Linked DNA regions of Arachis hypogaea: region 1 is linked to region 2. Evidence: chromatin contacts called from public Hi-C data. All regions are on one chromosome and are shown on one strand. Each heading gives the region's core, a stretch centred on a gene start, on an enhancer-like site or on the middle of the called end of the contact. The rest is flanking DNA. Distances are from core to core; before and after follow the strand shown. Region 1 overlaps LOC112766678 (amino acid transporter AVT1I-like). Region 2 holds the start of LOC112766797 (ubiquitin-activating enzyme E1 2).

Region 1 (3,339 bases), core at 766-3,265, 130 kb after region 2:
ATTGCTTCCAATATTTGCACCCTTCAGAAAAGGTTTGCTGGTGTCTAGGATTCCTGTTAGTTTTATGAATCTCGTGTGCTCCTTGTTATGTATCCTCGAATCACACATTGTTATGTTAGCAACACACCTTTCACGTGTTGTCAACTTGCCTTACACATACTGTGTTAGCACGTTCTCTACGTATTGATCCTATATATTTGATATGTCCATTAACATATAAATATACTAAAAATGTCCATTTCCATTCCAAACACCATATACTCTCCATAAAAAAAAAAAAAAAAAAAAAAAAAAAAAACAGCCGTCAAATTTATCCACCCCTAGATTTACAACATGAAATCCTACTCTCAGAATTATGTACTTTAAGTCTTTAAGTATGTTTACTTACTGTACTGTCAAAAAGATACCAAAATAAATCACAACAAAAACATTTACAATGCAAAAAATAATCAGCATCAACACGAATATTATTTTCTGTCATATGAAATTCATATTAACACTATGCCTATATTTTTAATCTAAAATAGATTTAGTTTTATATAAATATAAATAAAACCGGTGAATGATAATATAAAAATAAAAATTTTAGTGTTTCTTAAATTCTAAATCATAAATATTAAATAATAAATTCTAAATTCTAAATGTTAAACTCTAAATTCGAGCCATTGATATAAAATAATAAATAAAAAACTAAAATTTATTAAATTAAAAAGGATTACAACACCCTTTACTTAATTTGGGGCCAACTTATTTTGTCAAATCCACCTAAAAAAGGTTAGGTCTAAACCATCAATAATGAATAAGTAATCAAATTCATCCTTAAAAAATTATTCGTTTTTGGAATTGGTTATCAAAAAATTTTTTTAATCAAATTCGTTTTTCAAATATTTCAAGTTAATCATGTTGATTATTCGTTACTTCTTTTATTTTTTATTTTTTACCAAAGATAGGAGACTCGAACCCGCAACCTATGCCATTTGAGCTATAACTCATTGGCTCGTTACTTCTTTTATTGATGATGTTAAAATTGACTGATATTACATAATAAATGATACTATATCAATATTACACGACTATTTATTCATCAATAACTATAGGTCCAATCCCCCAATATAAAAAATATCCTATTACTGTCCATATTCAAGATTATTTCGTAACCCAAAAATCTAATTTACGGAAAGACATTTTCTTTTTTTTTTTTTTTTGGTTTTATACATTACACAACATACATTCACTCATACAAACACTCCTGCTACTAACATGGGTTTTATATTTTTTATTGAGGAGTGAGACAGATGATACTGCCATTAGGTTTCGGCTGTCTAAAAAGATTTTTTTTTGTTTTTTACACCACATACCCATATACACTCATATACACTGCTACTATTATCTTTCTATAGCCTCTTGAGCTTAATGAAGGTTCGAATCTTTGTGCAGCTCCTTGTGACATAGCAAATTCTGCCATTAACTCCAATAAAAATCCAAAAATTGGCTTAGAAAAAAGAAAAAAGAAACGGTCCAACGAAAAGTGGGCCTTTAAAGCCCATACTTACAAAATGGACAATAAAAAATATTTAAAAATGTTGCTAATAATCATCTCTTCTCTTTTTCTTTTTTTAAGCAATTTTGTAAGAGTCTAAAAGACGAAGTTCACCTCAGTCTTTATTTTATAGTATTCAATTCCAGCGACTCAAAACTCAATATTTGACCGATTACTTAGATTAAATCTTAAGGGAGATTTCCGAAAAAGTAACCCAAAATTCCTTATAGAAAGAATTAAAGATAGATGGCTCTCTTCCGAGCAAACAGGATACCAAAAAAAAAAAAAAAAACTGTCAGAATTAACACATGACTTTAGACGTGATGAAATCGGAAGTATAAAGCAATCCGAACCCGACTCTTCTGAATCATTATTTGACTATTCTGCAAAATAGAGGAAACGTGTCATGCCCAAAGGTATGACAGCAAATTTCATCACATGTAGAAAAAAAAAAATCATCACTGTAGCGTTGGCCCATCTATTTGGTTGAATCATAGTACTAGAACGGATGGGAATAGAATAGAAGATGAGCTGGCCTGTTTGGAAGATGCCTCTACCAACATTTGTAACTTTGAAATAATCTTGGATTAATTTAGTAATTAATTTATTAATTTATTTAAACAAGTATTAAGAGTTTAAATTTTGTGCATATAATAATTAATTAATTTACAATAAATTTTTAAATAAATTTTAAATTTATAATTAATCAGTTTTTAGTTTGTCGAATTATGCCATACTATAAAAAACAAAACAAAAAATATTTATAACTTAGGTAACTTGAATGATTAACTGAACTTACTCTTCAACTTAAATAAGCCTTAGAAGTTCTACTCCCGCTTTATAAAAATAGTAATTGAAGTCTAACGACAAACCCCTTAAAAAGAATTTTGATCCCCTATAGGGTAATCATTAATTTATCGGCATCAACAACAGAGGGAAAAAAACATATGTAGCTTAGTCTTTTTGACAGTTTGAATACCTCTAATTGATTGAAATTCTCTTCCCGGAAAAAAAAATAAAAAAGAAAAAGAAAACAATAACTACCTATGCTACTCTTCGATTTATTTATTTTACATTAATCTCGAGTGCATTCAATAGGAGACCACATGGTTTAACCAAACTTCCAAATGGATTACTTACGATACATGATATATGTAAGTAATCTCAGTATTTTTTATTTTAAAAAAAAAGTACAAATGGGGAATTACAACTATAAATGCCTAATTATTTCTAAGAGGGAAGTGTAAGTTCCAAATGCTGCAATTGCAACTCCTACTAACACTATGGAATAATTGACGATCATTTCACATCCCAATTTCCCATAAGTTCCAGAAATCTTCAAGTAGCAAACACATGGCACTAGGAATGAAGCAGAGACACTTAACAATGCACCAACAAGGGACATTAGGTACCCAAAAAATGGAACAGTGAGTGCAACAACAACAGTGGTGAAGAGCAATATGCTACTAATTAGTATATGTGTGAGCTTTGGCCTTTTGTTGTAGTGTGATGGAAGCACGTTTTTTGTGGCATCCACAATTGGCCTTAGCATCAGAGCATATTTGGTTATGGGGTTAACCAAAGTTGTGTATATCGCCACTTTTGAACTCAGTTTTTCTTTTGGAAGGTTCAGAGTTATTTCTGATTCAACCTCTGATCCAAACATTAAGTATCCCAAAACTGCTGTTGCTGCATATACTAGAGTGCACAATGTGAAGCACACCAGCAACACCTGTAACAAATTAAAGTAAATGATACATGTAATAACATATAGTTAGGTGGGTTTGGAATTTTAAAAC
Region 2 (3,386 bases), core at 113-2,612:
TTTTCACGTCAATTTCAGAGAGGAGAGGAGAGAAGTGTGGGAATGGGAATGGGTTACGGGCTTAAGTCGCTGGGGATTCAGTTTTTTTTTTTAAGTCAAAACGGCACCGTTTGGAGGAGTTATTAACAAACCGAAAACCCTTTAAAAAAATCAACCAGTTCTAACGGTTCACCGATTAATCACATATACGACCGGTTTTGTAATGAGTTTTCTTGTCAGACGATTTACTCATAACATCTGTTAAGTCATTTTTAAATTTTATAAAATTATTTATAATAATTACAAAAAGTGCTCATAATAAAAAATTTCAAAATTTTATAAAAATATTTTATTTAAAAATGTTAATAAAATCTTAGTTGTAGTCTGTTTCAAAATAAATAATTATAATAATATTAGTATTTTATACAACAACCCATACAAAAAAAATTTAAATTTCATACAATATTTTTTCGTTCATTTTTAATAGCTCATAAATACAAAAAAAATATTGTACAGAATTTAAATTATTTTTGTATTAATTTTTATATAAAATACCCATAACATTATAATTATTCAGAAGTTGCATATAATTCGAACCTTATGAATTTAATTTACTACGTATTTACCTAAATCGAATTTATTCAATTCGATTTATATAGAGATGCAAATTCGATTTATTTAATTTAATTTATTTTTGTATGTGGTATGATTTGATTGAAAGAGCAACAATTTATAATTTTACCTAACATCAATAAATGTAAATTATGATTTGATTCTTCTATAATTTTATCTAGCATCAATAAAATTTCACTATCATTGGTTTTTTAAAAAAATTAAAATCTAAAACGATGGTTAAAAATAAATAAAGAGGATAGATTTAATTCTTCTATAATTGTATGCGTTTTTTTTTCTGATTTGCGTTTTTATCACAATCTACAAGTTCTATGTTTTATAACTTAACGATAATTCATATATAGTATATAAATAAATTTAATTAGAATAAATAATAATTTATTTATTTTATTTTAGACTTTATAAATGAAAAGACTAATTCACCAATATAACGAATTATGATTAATGTAATATAATTAATTAAGTAATATAAATTATTATAAATTATATTAATTATATTAATATTTAAAAATTTAATCAAATTAATTAGTTGATATAATTAAGTCAGTGCAATAAATTGTATTGAATGAGTTAAAATAATTAAATCAGAAAACACTCTCTAAAGTATGCCACGTCAGTTTCATCATTAAGTGCAGACATCCGATTTTTATATAATAGAATAGATAGTAAAAATTTGTGAGTTTTCATGATGTTTAATAGTTTCAGGTAAGAAATTTTCGCATATGGAGGCAAAACCACCACCTGTCTATCAGAACCCTAGCGAAACATATTTCTTATATTATTTTCTATTGGAACCAAAAGTCCAAAATGCCCCTAACTACTTCACCTCTTCTTATACAAACCCCCACTGCCCCTTATACACGCACCCGTTCTCATCATTCCTAAAAGCAAAACCCTCAAAAATACAGAACCTAACAAAAACGCAATCGCACTCTACAAAAATTCCTACCTCCGATTCTCACCTTAACATCACAGATTCCATTCTTCTCTTCTTCTGCTTCTCCCAAGTTCCAACTGGTACGTTCCTTCATCTTCCTTTCATTCCATTTCCACACTCGAAATCTTCCATTTTCATTTTTTATTTGCTTGCTTCATCGCTTTGCATTCGAATCAAGATGCGACAGTTATTAGGGTTTTGGCTCTTAGCGTTGTTGCCTCTGATAATATCGTACTTCATCTCGCGAGATCTTCTCGCCGATCATTTTATTTCTAACTCGTTTGATTTTTCCCTCTTTGTGAAAATCTCCATCGTCGTTGTTGTTTTCGTTGCTGGTGCTGTTGCCTTTATGGTGCGATTTCGGTGTGGACGCGCGTGTAGCAGATTACTGCACTATATGCTTCCAAGAAAGAGACCTAGCGAAGGAGAGGTTGTAGAAGAAGGGACTGAAAACAATAACAACAGCAGCAACAACAGCGGAAGCAACAGCGGCGGCGGCGTTGTAGGTGGTGGTGCTGCTGCGGCCTCATTTCACAAGAAGTGCCGGATCGGGAGCCTAACTGCCTGCTCGCCCTCTGGTGCTGCCGAGGATTCGGCGGTGAACAACACTGACCGGAGCAGAGACGACAAGAACAGCGGCAGCAGCAACAACAGCATAAGCGTCGGAGGAGGACCGTCAGAAATGGCTTTGGGAGATTCCAACCCGCCGGAGATCGATGAGGATCTCCACAGCCGTCAGCTTGCGGTGTACGGACGCGAGACCATGAGGAAGCTCGTTGGTTCCAATGTCCTTGTTTCAGGGATGCAGGGTCTTGGCGTTGAGATCGGTAATTGTTACTTTCAGATTTGAGCGATCTATCAATTTGATTTGCTCTGATATTGTTGCTTGTTGAGTGAATGTTTAGTGCCTATTTTGTTGTGTTTGCAAACTTAATACTTGATCTTGATTTTGTCTGAATAGATTTTAGTGAAATGTGATTTTGAAGTGAAGTTAGGAACCTTCTATTTGAGAAGATTTGTCAAAATTAAAGTTTTTGGTATAGCACCCAACACCATGGTTCGACAGCAGAATCAATGTCAAATGACAAATGAAACTCAAAACCAAATATGATAAGAGTATATCATTCTTGAACTATTAAACTTATGTGAGAGCAATTCTAACATCCTTCTAAACTTGCTATTGGATTATCAGATGTTTGCTGTTCAAGATGTTTATATATATGATGAATGGAGTTTGTTGTTAAATTCTTCAGGGTTTTAGTAGACTGCTATTGAATTGGTTGTAAACTTGTAATCGGAAACTCACACAAATACTAAAATGATTTTATACGAATATACAATGACCTAGGGGGCAGCATGTACTATACTAGCAATGGTTTTTGTTGCTTTTAGTGCTCTCTAATTAAAAGGAAAGATTGATGCATTTGCTAAATTTGGTGATCTGGTCTCTGGTATCCATTATTGGCAAGAAATTAATATATGCAGTGAGATTGTGAGTCATGGGCATGTAGGCTTGGCTTGGTAAAGTTTTTAGAAAATAGCACAAGTTCTTCGTTTTGTGTTTGGTACAAAAAAAGATCATGTGCTTTTAGCCTTTTACTTGTTGCTTTTAAACGTTCAGGGTGCTTTTGAAAACACCGAAGGAGATGCTTTTCAAAGTTAGCTTGTGCTTATCAAAATTATAAAATCTAATATAACTTCATATATTAATAAATATCTAAATATATTCTTATATTTATGTTTATTATGGTATTTTTAAATTTTTAAATTTGTTTTACCAAACACAATTATTGCATGTACTTGTTAGTTATTGAAAACCATTTTTATTATGATTTTC

The links. A called contact is a pair of places that touch in the nucleus more often than the background predicts.
Region 1: a Hi-C map of an unstated tissue shows a contact between it and region 2, with 4 times the contacts expected there. The contact joins the enhancer-like site here to the promoter of LOC112766797 in region 2. A contact is called at or near these places in 5 of 8 Hi-C or Micro-C datasets (leaf and an unstated tissue).

The regions. Positions count from the first base shown.
Region 1 is chr17:25,992,941-25,996,279 of arahy.Tifrunner.gnm2.J5K5, forward strand. LOC112766678 (amino acid transporter AVT1I-like) reads right to left here. Exons shown (of 3, transcript XM_072222618.1): 3 at 2,582-3,272. The coding sequence ends at 2,751. Among protein-coding and RNA genes, the nearest start is that of LOC112767180, 6.2 kb to the left of the region's middle. Within about 2 kb of position 2,016, at least 3 of the 3 cell types and tissues checked have open chromatin away from gene starts, as enhancers often do.
Region 2 is chr17:25,859,152-25,862,537 of arahy.Tifrunner.gnm2.J5K5, forward strand. It overlaps LOC112766797 (ubiquitin-activating enzyme E1 2), which reads left to right and starts at 1,363. Exons shown (of 7, transcript XM_025812695.3): 1 at 1,363-1,629; 2 at 1,934-2,376. The coding sequence starts at 1,947.